Regions from separate parts of the Mus musculus genome. Here region 1 is linked to region 2. The links are chromatin contacts, called in public Hi-C maps. All regions are on one chromosome and are shown on one strand. Each heading gives the region's core, a stretch centred on a gene start, on an enhancer-like site or on the middle of the called end of the contact. The rest is flanking DNA. Distances are from core to core; before and after follow the strand shown.

Region 1 (6,568 bases), core at 2,833-5,332, 95 kb before region 2:
TGGAGAGTGACTGAAGATATCTAACATTAACCACTGGCTTCTACCTACACCCAAAAGTTCACACACACACACACACACACACACACACGACAGAGAAAGCATCTTTAGAAAAAGTCACTGTTAGCATTTATACTCACACAAAACTTGAGCCAATTCTGTCTTTCTGCATACTTCTGTAATTATAGAAGACTGACCCATGATAGCAGTGTGAAAGGGGATGTGTTCCCTGTGGTGTCTGCAGCCCAAGATGTAGAAATTATTATGAGAAGGGATTAGCTAGAGTAACTCCACTGGGAACACTAATGATTCAAAACTTCTTTTACATCATGACCAGTTATGCCTATAACAATTTCTTTAGGAGAATCTGTCATGGTAATACAAGATAACATTTTTGAAGTTTCAGAAAAAAGTTAAATGAATTAAGAGTAAAATTAATTAATTTAAGCTCATGGATATTCTTCAAGTTATAAGGCTTACCTAACATAACATAGAGAAACTCGTCTTGCTCTCTTAGGAATGTAGATGTTCCTCAAAGAGGAATGGATGCAGAAAATATGGTACATCTACACAATGGAACACTATTCAGCTATTAAAAACAATGAATTTATGAAATTCTTAGATGGATGAATCTGGAGGATATCCTGAGTGATACCTGAGTGAAACCCAATCACAAAAGAACACTCACTGTTAAGTGGATATTAGCCCAAAAATTTAGAATACCCAAGATGCAATTCACAGACCATATGAAGTTCAAGAAAAAGGAAGATCAAAGTGTAGATGCTTCAGTGCTTCTTAGATGGCGGAACAAAATATTCATGGAAGGATATATAGAGAAAAAGTGTGGAGCAGTGACTGAAGGAAAGGCCATCCAGAGACTGCCCTACCTGGGGAATCCATGCCATATACAGTTACCAAACCTGGAAGGATAGGAGCCTGATATGGCTGTCTCCTGAGAGGCTGTGGCAGAGCCTGACAAATACAAAGGTGGATTCTCACAGCCAACCATTGGACTGAGCACAGGATCCCTGATGGATGAGTTGGAGAAGGGACTGGAGGATCTTAGGGGGTTTTCATGCCCCTGGGGGAGACAACAGTGACAATGGGCCAGACACCCCCTCCCCCAGAGCTCCTGTGGACTGGACTACCAACCAAAGAGTACACATGGAGAGACCCATGGATCCTGCCATATATGTGGCAAAGGATGGCCTTGTTGGACATCAGTGGAAGGAGCAGCCCTTAGGCCTGAGGGGGTCGATGCCCTAGTGTAGTGAATGACAGGGCTGGAAGGCAGGAGTGTGTGGGTGGGGTAACACCTTCATAGAGGCAGGGATGGGAGGATGGGATAGGGAGATCTGGAAAGGGGATAACATTTGAAATGTAAATAAAGAAAATATCCAAGAAAAGAAAAGAAAAGAAAAGAAAAGAAAAGAAAAGGAAAGGAAAGGAAAGGAAAGGAAAGGAAAGGAAAGGAAAGGAAAGAAAAGAAAAGAAAAGAAAAGAAAAGAAAAGAAAAGAAAAGAAAAGAAAAGAAAAGAAAAGAAAAGAAAAGAAAAGAAAAGGAAAGAAAAGGAAAGAAAAGGAAAGAAAAGGAAAGAAAAACAGGAAGCTCTTCTCTCTTATCCTGAGCTCCTAAAACAAACAAAAAGATCATAGTTCTGTAGACCTCCACGCACAGTTGACTTTAATGCTTTGTTACCAGATCATTCTACCTAGCATTTATAAGATGGCTTATCAGTAATGTACAAGTTGCAGGTAGGGCTATAGTCGATTTTCTGTCATTTTTCACCTCAGGGTCATAATCTTTTTTGCATAATTACAAAGGCCTTTGATTTACTACTGTCTTAGAGACCAAGATGCCCCAAGATGAAAGCAAAGTAATTTGAGAATACCTTGTTACTGATGGCATGCTCATGTTCTCTTTTTGTTATCAAATACTGGCGAGCATTAAATGCAGAGCAAATGGAAAGATATGAATATGACTGGGAAACTGTAAGTAAACATGAAGAGAACAATGACTTCCTTTGGATATGCAACACTCAGTTTATAAGTCAAGTAAATACTCAATGTCCTGTTTTTAATGCACACATAGTATATTAAAAAGAAGTGACATTTAAGTGCTTTTATTATTTTGTTTTATTTTTTGAGGATGTTTTCCCTGAATGGTATCATGTGCATGATTATTGCCCTTGGATTCTAGATGAAGCATCAGGTCCATGGCACTGGCTTTACAGGCAGTTGTGTCTGCCATGTGGGTACTGGAAAATGAATCTGCACCCCCTTAAAGAATATCCAGTGTTACTAACCACAAAACTTTCACTCCAACCCAGAAAAGAATATTTTAGAATAATATTATCTAGGCTCTAACTTGAATTCTATAGTATCTTATAAATTTTTCTGGATGAATATCTTATTTACACTCTTTATACAGCTGTTTGAATTTTTGTATGTAGATGTATGTAGCACACTCTTTACACAGCTGTTTGAATTTTTGTATGTAGATGTATGTAGCTACTGGGGTATATCATACATTGATGAAGAGAACTCCAATTCTTTTAGCTAAATAAATTGAAAAATAATTTTTTTCCTTTTGCTGATGGGTTGGTTGTCAGTGCAATCTATTGTTGTTGGTATTATTATTGTTGTTATTTTAATTTTTGAAGACACTGTGATAATGCCAGTGTTAAAATGTATTGCAGCAACAGTTCATATTAGCTACCTATCAAATAATAAACCTCAAGGTCTCTGAGTATATAAAATACCTACTGCTGTACCTGTGGTTTAAGACATCACAGGATTTCTTAAAAATGGAAGTGATATGAGTATCCTGATTTGGCCAATGAGGACTTTGGCATTTCAGATCCAAAACAATGCTAGCATTTAAAGTAAGAAAATTACACTCAATGGAACTATTTCATTAAAACGTCATGTGGTGGGGTGGGGAGGCTTCAGTCTGAGAAAAATTAGATAGAAATTAAGAGAAGTCTATAAAATGTATGATACAAAATTAGTAGGTTTTTGGCAAGCAGTTGCTGTACTCTTAATTAAAAGAATATTTCTCACATTGCTATTTAAACTTGCTATAACTGGCATACTTATTAAAGAAAACTACACTGACAAGTACAGATGGGAAAACCTGTGTCTGTGACAATATCTATGAAGAACTAACTACTTTGAGCAATTTCTCACTAGTGATATGCTTAGCTATAGGAAATAGGAAACTGTTAAACTCTGTTTAGGTGTAAAGATCTTTCCTGTGAGTCCTGAGTCCTGAATCATAAAAACAATACAAATGCACCTTGCATTCTCATTTTTCTCTGGTTTTCTTTTAAAAGAAACTACATTAGGAATAGTGGCAGATTACTTATTGTGGCATTTGGCATGCAACTTTTCATATTATCTTTCCTATAATCCATATTTCACTTTAAATTTAGAAGGAAAACAGCACATAAATGAAATCCGTGGCAGAGATGCAGAAATAATTAAGTGACCTTGGCCTCTTCCACCTCAACAAATAGAGTGAGCCATTTAAGAACGCTATGTCAAAGATTCTCTCTCTGTGCAACTGTTTGATGATATTCATGTATGTGTTCATTGAAAAATTTCTCAGTGGTGTCATGCTGTGGAATTGTTTTGTTCCATGTGAGTTTAGATTCTTATCGTAACTTGTTTCTTTCCTTAATATAAATTGATTTGATGTTATTGATGAAATTAAGTTATGATTACAGTCTAAATGGTTTTGGGTTTGCTCTTGTTTTGTTTGTTTGTTTGTTTGTTTGTAGTATAAAGACATTGGTAACAACATGGCCTGGTACTAGCCATCTCAACAACCTGGCAAACATATTTTAATTGTGAGAATTATGTTTTGTATTCTATAACATTAAGGTTATCTATTCTTTTTCAAAGTCCAAGTGGTAAGATAAAAGGAATAGTTTCTGTTCTTGCTTACAGTTACTGGTTTCTTGCCTTCATTATCTAGTAGAGCAGAGCTGATGTGTTCTTAGTGCTTTGGCGTCTAGGGCTTGTTTCTGAGGCATCCCAGCTATCAGACAGTAGAGGTAGTGTGAGAAGAGCTAATTCCTTTTACACAATCAGACCCCTCTGGGGCAGTTGTCTCTTCTGGCCAACATTCCATATACTTTCCATCTCTGTATCCCGGAGGTACCATGAACTTGGCTCAGTGTCCCTCCTTCTGGCTACAACCATCTGCCTTTCCACCTGGGTCTCTTTCCACCTGGGTCTCTTGCTTTTCAGACCAGCCTTCCCTTCAGTTTTCTACAACAAAAAATAAATGTCTAAAGTGTTTTCTACTATTGTTGCCAATAATAATGAAGTTGCAATTAGTAATGTGTTAGTGTCTCCCTAATTAGAAAAATAATTTAGGTTACTATCAGAAAAATAAAACTGGATTATACCAGCATAGATGTATGTCAAAGAATTCAAAAATCTCTACAAGGACCCTAAGCCAGCCAAATGAGTCAGATGAGCATGATGTAAACACATTCGGTTTATCTCTCCATCTTTTGTGGGTTTTTTGTTTTGTTTTTGTTGTTGTTTTAGGGGGTTATTTGCATACTGATGAAGTTTCCTTTTTTGAAAATTATTTTTACTTTACATTAAGTAACAAACCAAGTTCACCTGAAAAATACCCTAAAAGTCTATTAGGGCACCCTGAGTCAGGTGTGTTTCCTGTTGTTATAAAAGACTTGGCATGAGTCTCAAGGTACAAACACGGTTATTAGTGTGTCCATCAAATGGATGCGAGCATGGAGTAATTTGGAGACAGTTCATTGCAGTGTGACATGTACTTCAGTTACAGAGATTAAGAAAAACAGAAAATAGAAAGTATACTCTCCAAACATTTAAGAAACTTGTTTACTTTTTACCTAAATGTCTCATATGACACACAAAAAAAATGAGATGATCATAGGATTTCAAGAATTTCAGGGAGAAAAAAATGACAGAGTTTAACTGAATTTTCCAGGTCAGCCTTGATTTTGTCTTTGTTATAGAATGTCCTATATCACAGCCCTGGCCCTCATTTCTTCATCTTGGCAGCTTGAGCCACCAAGAATCCTACCATGACAGCAGTCCTAGATCTCCTCTGTACAGCAGTTTCTAAAAATAAATGTCTCCTCCTGTGTTGTTCCTAAGACATAGGAGAATGGATGCCCTATCTCTCCATGTGGTCACATGTCTCTTGCTCTTGGACAGCATGCATTTCTACACTGGAGGACAATCTTCCTATTTCCCTTTAGTTTTATCAAGTGAATCAATTGGAGAGCAGTTGCTTCATTTCCTTCCACTTCTAAACCCAAGAATTTAGACAGTGAGGACAAAGTAACATCATTAAAAAAGAAGTGTCCATGCAAACAGTGATAGGCGTTTTGGGACAGGAAGCTGCTGAAATTTCCCAGCAATCACATTTCTAAAGCATCCTTTGAAAGAAAGATATACTGGCTTGAAGAGTTGCTCTTTCAAGAAACAGCATGTTTGCTCTGTTCCAATTTAGATACCCTGTGCTAGGAATTTTCACAACTTGGATGTGAGAAAGAAAACAGTTGAGTGGTTTGTTCTTTGATATTGATTTTTTAAAAGATTAGTTTATTCACCAGCTAATAAGTTGCTTTTCAAGTGTAAGGGTAAGAAGTGTTATCAAATATTTCTTGAATTAAAAGTGCATCTTTAGTCTAAGAAATGCAAATAGCCTTTGATTTGGGCAGAATCTGACTGAAAAAAATGTTGGCTTCCTAAAATATGGAATGAGGAGCAACCAGTGAGCACACTGAGGCTAGCAGTAGCTACAATGGACACATGCCTTACAGTTTTCATCTTTAATCTGTCTCCTGAGTTCTATAGAAGGAAAAACATACCACCTACAAAGAGGTTAATGTCTACTCACTGCTTCATAATCACATCAATCCTGCAAAGCTTGGAGGAAGGGGGATTCCAGTATTATTTTGCCTACTTGTCCTTGACCTTGATGGGTTATACATTCTCAAGAGAGACCAAGAAACTTTGGAGGGTGACAAGACTGTCTTCACTCTTGTTCTATGGAGTAGGTAACAGAAGCTGTGTGGGAATCTGATCTTCCTGGAATGCAGGTCATACTCTAGTCCTTTCTGTGAGGACTGCTCTTTACTCCTAGAGGGAAAAGCCAGTTATGCATCTGGCATAGGTCAGGCAGAGCATGTATTAAGGGAATGTTTCGAAGCTTTCTCTGGGTTTTTACCACCATATCCTACCCTTTTTGTTCTTCTGCACAACCATCAAGTTCTTCTTCAAACCTATCTTAGGGTAGATACAGGCCTACTTGTTTCTCTGTAGCTTTGTTTCATACCACGATTCCCATGGCAAACAAAACTTCTATTAATTAAATGTGCGCTTTCTCTTCTTAATATATATTTTTAGAAAAAGAAAACACTGATCTGCAGGTAAAATCATAAATAAAACTATATTTTGTCTTGAATAATTCTTATTTAAATTATTGCCCTAACTGTAAAACACATTTGGAAAAATCAGTGACACTATTGTTAAATGAGAAATGTTTTTCATCTTTTTGATGTTAGCC
Region 2 (5,796 bases), core at 2,566-5,065:
TCCTTGAGTTAATAAACTCTAATAAGATTTTTGAATAGTCTGATACATACCCCAAAGCCACAATTATTAGGTGAGACAAGAACCTGAGTAACCAAACAAACTGTGTGATTTGTTTTGCCTCCACTTGCAAGAAGTCATACTATCTGCTCATCTTGGACGCAGGAACCATCCTATTTGCTGGGAATGGATAAACGAGATCTACTTTTTTGTTTTGCTTCCTGACATAGTATGTATCTAAAGGGATCCTATGGACAAAAGGAACAGTGTCTACGTTATAGTGAAATGAAAAGCAAAAGCAAACAGAGCCTGCTACTTTGACAGCGCAATCACATACAAAAGAAAAAGTTGGAGTCCAGCATCTTTTCAAAAACCACTCCTAAGAAAGAAAATATAGTCAGTATACTTCTTACTCATTAATGAATAAAACTTTACCACGTGGTAGATGATGAACCTCTGCATTCCATTAACATCTAAATTTGTTCTTTCATTCAATTAATCTTGGTCATAGTTGACAACATCTGGACTCTATAATTTCAGCTTTCCTATCTTATGACACAAAATAAACAGGAAAGAAAAGCCAGCTTGCCTGAGTCCAGGATGTGATGATTCCTGTAATATGTTGTATCCAGACTTGAATTTGTGAGACATTTGCTGTGTTTGTTAGTTGGTTGCACTAAAGAAATTGGAACTCATCAGATAAACAAGAACTTCAGCAGTCTCTTCTGATTGTAGATTCCAGGTACTTTTGTAGTCAGGGTCTGTGTCCATTCCAGGCTGAGATCACAGTCCTTCATGGCCTTGGCCTCTTGTCTTCTTGGTGAGCGTGTTGGGAAAGAGGATCTGGCTCCTGAGAATTATTTGGCTGCACATGCCCCCTTTTCCCCTCATAGGAGAGTGCCCCAAAACATTCTGAACATGACCACGCAACTGTTCAAATACTATCACTACTTGGTCACCATTCTAATAACAGAACAACTGAGAGATAACCTGGGTTTAGGCCTTACCTCTCTGAGCACTGCTTACTAAGCGCTTCACTGAGAATGGCTTAAAGATGATGAAGGTATGGCTGTGATGGATGGACCTCTGTGTACGATCCTTCTGTCCTACATCATTTGCTTATGCCAGACTTTGTATAGTCACATTATCCATTTGCTTTTTATTCCTTCTAGACTATTTGCTAGATTCTTTTTCCCTTCCTATAGCACTTGTCTTCCATATACCAGCCATGCTAATGGACACAAACATGACTCTCTTTCTATCTCTTTTTTATGACAAAATGAACTATTGGTTCATTCTCCATATAACTAGTGGACTTACTTCCCACCCCCTGCATATTAACTCTTTATTTCTGTCATTCAAGAGAAAAAAATACCGATTTCAGAGTGTCACCAAGAAGGTCATCACATCTAGAGCAAGCATTATTTTAACAACAGTAACATTGCCATTTTTCATATGTGAACAAGTTAGGATTAGCTTTTCATTGTTCGTACAAGTACCTAGAATAGATTAATTAAATTTGCACAATTTATTAGTTTGTTTGTGAACAAATACAAAGAGGTTTAAAGAAGAGGAATAAAAGAAGAGATATGTCTAATACTGTTAGATCCTGATTTTTGTGTCCTAAACTTTCTTCTGTGCACTCTGGCAAGTAAGAATGTCTGAGATTATTTTGACCTCAGTACATCCAAATACATTTTTATTCTTCTGAGATTTTAAAAAAACAACTGCAGATTTTTAATTTTCTCAGCATGCTTAAGATTCTCTGCTGCTGTACAGGTACATTGTCCTTGGAGGTTCTGACCTGAGTATTTCTTTATATAACACTTGGATGTAACAACAACATTCAGAAACCAACTAAAAACAACTCCACCCCTTCCTGGAAATGACAAGAACAAAGGGGTATAGGCTTTCTTGATAGGACATTGAAATGACCATGTTCTTTTATTTAGTGAAATCATAATTGTTTTATTATCATTGTATTTAAATCATTTCTCAAAAAATACTGTTTAATATACTTGAATAAATGTAATTTCAATTTTGGCAACCAGAATTCCCTCCAGTTTAATTGGAGCTTTACCTGCACATCTGGATTTGTGAGACAGAAGATTCTATGATTACAACTGCTTTTGTGGAGAAAGCCATACCTACAGAGTAGAGCTGATAGACTCCTGACAGGTGATTTGGTTATCTTCTTTTTGCTTATTTTTCTTATTGCTTAAGAGACAGACAATGGCAGAGAAAAATCATCATAGGAGGGAACAAGATTGTAGCAGAAAAACAACATGCAAGGAAAAGACAGAGCAGAGAGAGAGAGAGAGAGAGAAGATTTTACCCCAATATTACTGCACCAAAATGTAGTAGACTACAGAATAAAAAGCCTCTCATCATATTCAGGACTGCTCCTCATGAACAGGACATTCTAAGAGAACGAACAGAATATGACAGTGCTCAAGAGTGAAGAGTGATAGAACTAGTAATGATTATTTCTATTGCTAACGATCATGTCATCTTATTTGAAGATGTGTGGTTATTGTCATGTGACAAAATCATTACTTCTCCCAAGGAAATAAGTGTGTGTGTGTGTGTGTGTGTGTGTGTGTGTGTGTGTGTGTGTGTGCATATGCAAGCATTTGGACATGCACTTTATGATGAAAAGCTGTGGTGATTTAAATGAGAGTGACTCCCATAGACTCAAATGTTTGAATGTTTGGTCCCCAGCTTGTGAATTGTATGTGAAGGAAGAGGAGGTGTTTCCTTATTGTAGCAAGTGTGTCACTGGTTTAAGGTTTCAAAGCCCATGATAGACACACTTTCTCTCTCCCTCTTCCTCCTCTCTCCATCTCCCTCTCCCTCTCTCCATCCCTCTCTCCCCTCTCTCCCCCTCTCTCCTTCTTTCTCTCCCTCTCCCCCTCTCCCCCTCTCTCCCTCTCCTCCTCTCTCCCTCTCTCCCTCCCCATCTTCTCCTCTTCATTCTCCCACTCCCCTCTTCCCCCCTCTCTTTCTCTCTCTCTCTGCTTCATCAGCACCATTCCTGCTTCCATGCTTCCCACTTTGATGATCATGACTGATGGTCATTCTGAACCTATAAGCAAACCACCTCTTAAATGTTTAATTCTGTATATTGCTTCCGTCACAGTGTCTCTTCACAGCAATTGAATGGTATCTAAGACAAAGGATCAAAATTTTATGACCACAAGGCTAAAGTTAATGACAAGGAAGAATAAAAATGTATCTGGCCATTCTTGGACCACAGGATCTTTATGACCAGGGATGTCTAGCATTTGAAGATAAGGCAAACTTTTTAATGGAAAAGAATGTGATGTTTCCAGGTGAAGGCTTTCTGGCTTTTTTTGCCCAGTGAGACACAGGAAAGTCCTGGCTGAGAGCCAGGAGGAAAGGTCATGGGTCAGCAAAAGGATGGGTAGTGGTGTGAACATACAGAGACAGTTTTCACCAACCTGAGTCAAAGTTTTAAAATACGGGTAGATTTGTTAAAATGAGAAATTCTGATAAAAATTAGCTCATCTGTGTGAGACAAACATTCTTTAGACTGTCCTCGTGTGAGACATGGAAGTCTCACAATTAAGATAGGAACTGACAATTTTCAAGCAAATTCTGAGATAAAACCGATGTTTTAAAAATGTCTTGTGTTCAACCTGACTTTCAGTAGAAAATAAATTCCAGTTCCTCTATAAAAACAACTTGGCATTTTTCAGTAATACTTTTTAATGAGGATTGCTGTGAGCTATAATATAATGAAGTTTGTTTAAAAGTAGAGCAGACTGGTAATACTTGCCATAACAATGAGGCATATGGTAAAACAGTTGTGATTTACTGGCATAAGCTTTCAGTTTTTGGAAACCTAGAGGCTTTCTGCATAGTGGACTCTGCCTTGATATTCTGTTTTGAAAAGGAAACAAAGCAAAACAATATGCTCAGATTACACGTTTTGTATGTATTTACAACATTTTCCCTTTAGTTTTATGGCTATAAATATGGGTTGTGATCATATTGAAAAGTAGAGGACAGTTGAGACGATTTCTCTGATGATTCATATTCTATAAAACTTAAATATACTAGACATATAGGAAACTTAACATATAGAAAATTGTGGCATTTTAAAACACAAGGAATTGATTCAGTGTTATCATTGATAAGTACGGGATCTTGAATTCTGGCTCTCACACACGTACTTTGAGATTGTTAAAGTCAGTTAGAGCATTTACACATGAGTGCCAGGAACAGGAATGTGCTACACTACCAAAGTCAATCACACATGAAGTCAGAGTCTCATAAAACGGGAATCTCCATGCAGACCTCAGTGACAAGCCAGTAGACAGCATTTCCAGTACCAAAACAAAGGAGCAGGTTGCTTTTGTTTTTATCACCGTAGAGATTCCAAAGGAATAGTGAATGCATCACCTACCCACTTTCTTTTTATAGTATATTAATTTAATATTTTTATAAAAGCCATATATTTTCCTGTATGTTCTATTGTTTTTACTGCTGCTCTATTTAACTAGTATGCATATTCCTGCAGGAATTCCCTAACTTGTCATCATGAATGTATTATAACAGAAATGGAAACAAGCTAGCTGCTAAATGGCTTTCCTCTGGTTTCATTAATTTGTGTTTGTGTCTTGTCACTCACACTTTGCACACAGTTAGAAATGTATATCTGTGAAAATTCTCCCACTTAGGGATTACCTTGTCAGGCAGCATGATATAATCATTTTATTTTATCCCCCCACCATCAGTTTTATGAAAACTCCCCAAAACATACATTTCCAATTTTACCTTTTCTATCATTTATTTTCTTTCTTTACAGATAATCTCCTTTTGTAGCAGATTCAGGAGAGAGGTAAAAACAGATCACTAGAAGGGCTATAAAGTTGATAATAATCATACTACCCAGTGATGGCCACCTGTGAGGGGTGACAGAGCCCTCAGAGTTTCACTGCTAGCTACATGATAAACATGGAGACAGGTGTGGGAGTGGTTATTGGTAGACTCTCTGAGAGTATCATCTTTTTTCCCTCTTTTGTGCTGGTCACAAGGACAAACACTATATAAAGAGCATCACTTTTGTTTTTCCTGGTGAATAATATTTGTGATTTCCACAACACCTGTCCCTGTCCTACACATAGATTAAAGCCTTTGGGGCATACCATTTCAGCCCTTTCAACTTAATCAGTTCATATTTACTCTGAAATCTTAGTCATCTTGAAAACCTTAATAAAACCTCCATCCTTTACTTCGGCCCCAAAGGCTGAAAGAAAAAAAACAATGTATATATTTGATAAAAGTTCAAATACTAAACCTATAACGTTTTAAGCAAGTGAGTAAAATAAAAAATGAATTTTACATAATATAGTTGTGTGAGCATGAATATTTTCATCAGGTTAAGTGTAATAAATAGACCATATGAGTTACAACACACTTTGAATACTGTTTGCATGAAAGCTAGGCTATACTTTGGAATCAAATATATGTGGCTATCAAATATTAATGTCTAACATGGGGCAGATTTAAAAATCAGAAGGCATTTGTTTCCCATGATAAGCAAGTTTCAGAGAGTGACAAATCACTGCTAGTACTTCCTGCTTGTCCAGATAGTCCAAGAGTATTCAGTTCAGTTTCTCAGAGCTTCTAGATTCTGGAAAAAAGTCAAAGGATGGTTGGTGGGGAAACAGCTATTATTGTTCCCTTTCTTTCATAGTGCCATGTGCATTAGGCCTTCAGTTGAATACAAATAGGTAGAAATCTGCTCTGAAATGTAAATTAATATGAGCACTG

The links. Hi-C and Micro-C count contacts between places; a contact is called where the count stands out from the background.
Region 1: a contact with region 2 is called in a Hi-C map of cerebellar granule neurons, with 2.3 times the contacts expected there. The contact joins two enhancer-like sites. A contact is called at or near these places in 5 of 484 Hi-C or Micro-C datasets (brain, cerebellar granule neurons, cerebellum and 1 more).

The regions. Positions count from the first base shown.
Region 1 is chr17:90,911,100-90,917,667 of GRCm38.p6, reverse strand. The region is part of intron 5 of Nrxn1 (neurexin I); the gene reads left to right. Among named protein-coding and RNA genes, the nearest start is that of 4930480K15Rik, 53 kb to the right of the region's middle. Within about 2 kb of position 4,082, at least 5 of the 459 cell types and tissues checked have an H3K27ac peak or open chromatin away from gene starts, as enhancers often do. A contact at or near this core is called in cerebellar granule neurons, where this site is marked.
Region 2 is chr17:90,816,125-90,821,920 of GRCm38.p6, reverse strand. All of the region lies in intron 5 of Nrxn1 (neurexin I), which reads left to right. Among named protein-coding and RNA genes, the nearest start is that of 4930480K15Rik, 42 kb to the left of the region's middle. Within about 2 kb of position 3,815, at least 1 of the 459 cell types and tissues checked has an H3K27ac peak or open chromatin away from gene starts, as enhancers often do. A contact at or near this core is called in cerebellar granule neurons, where this site is marked.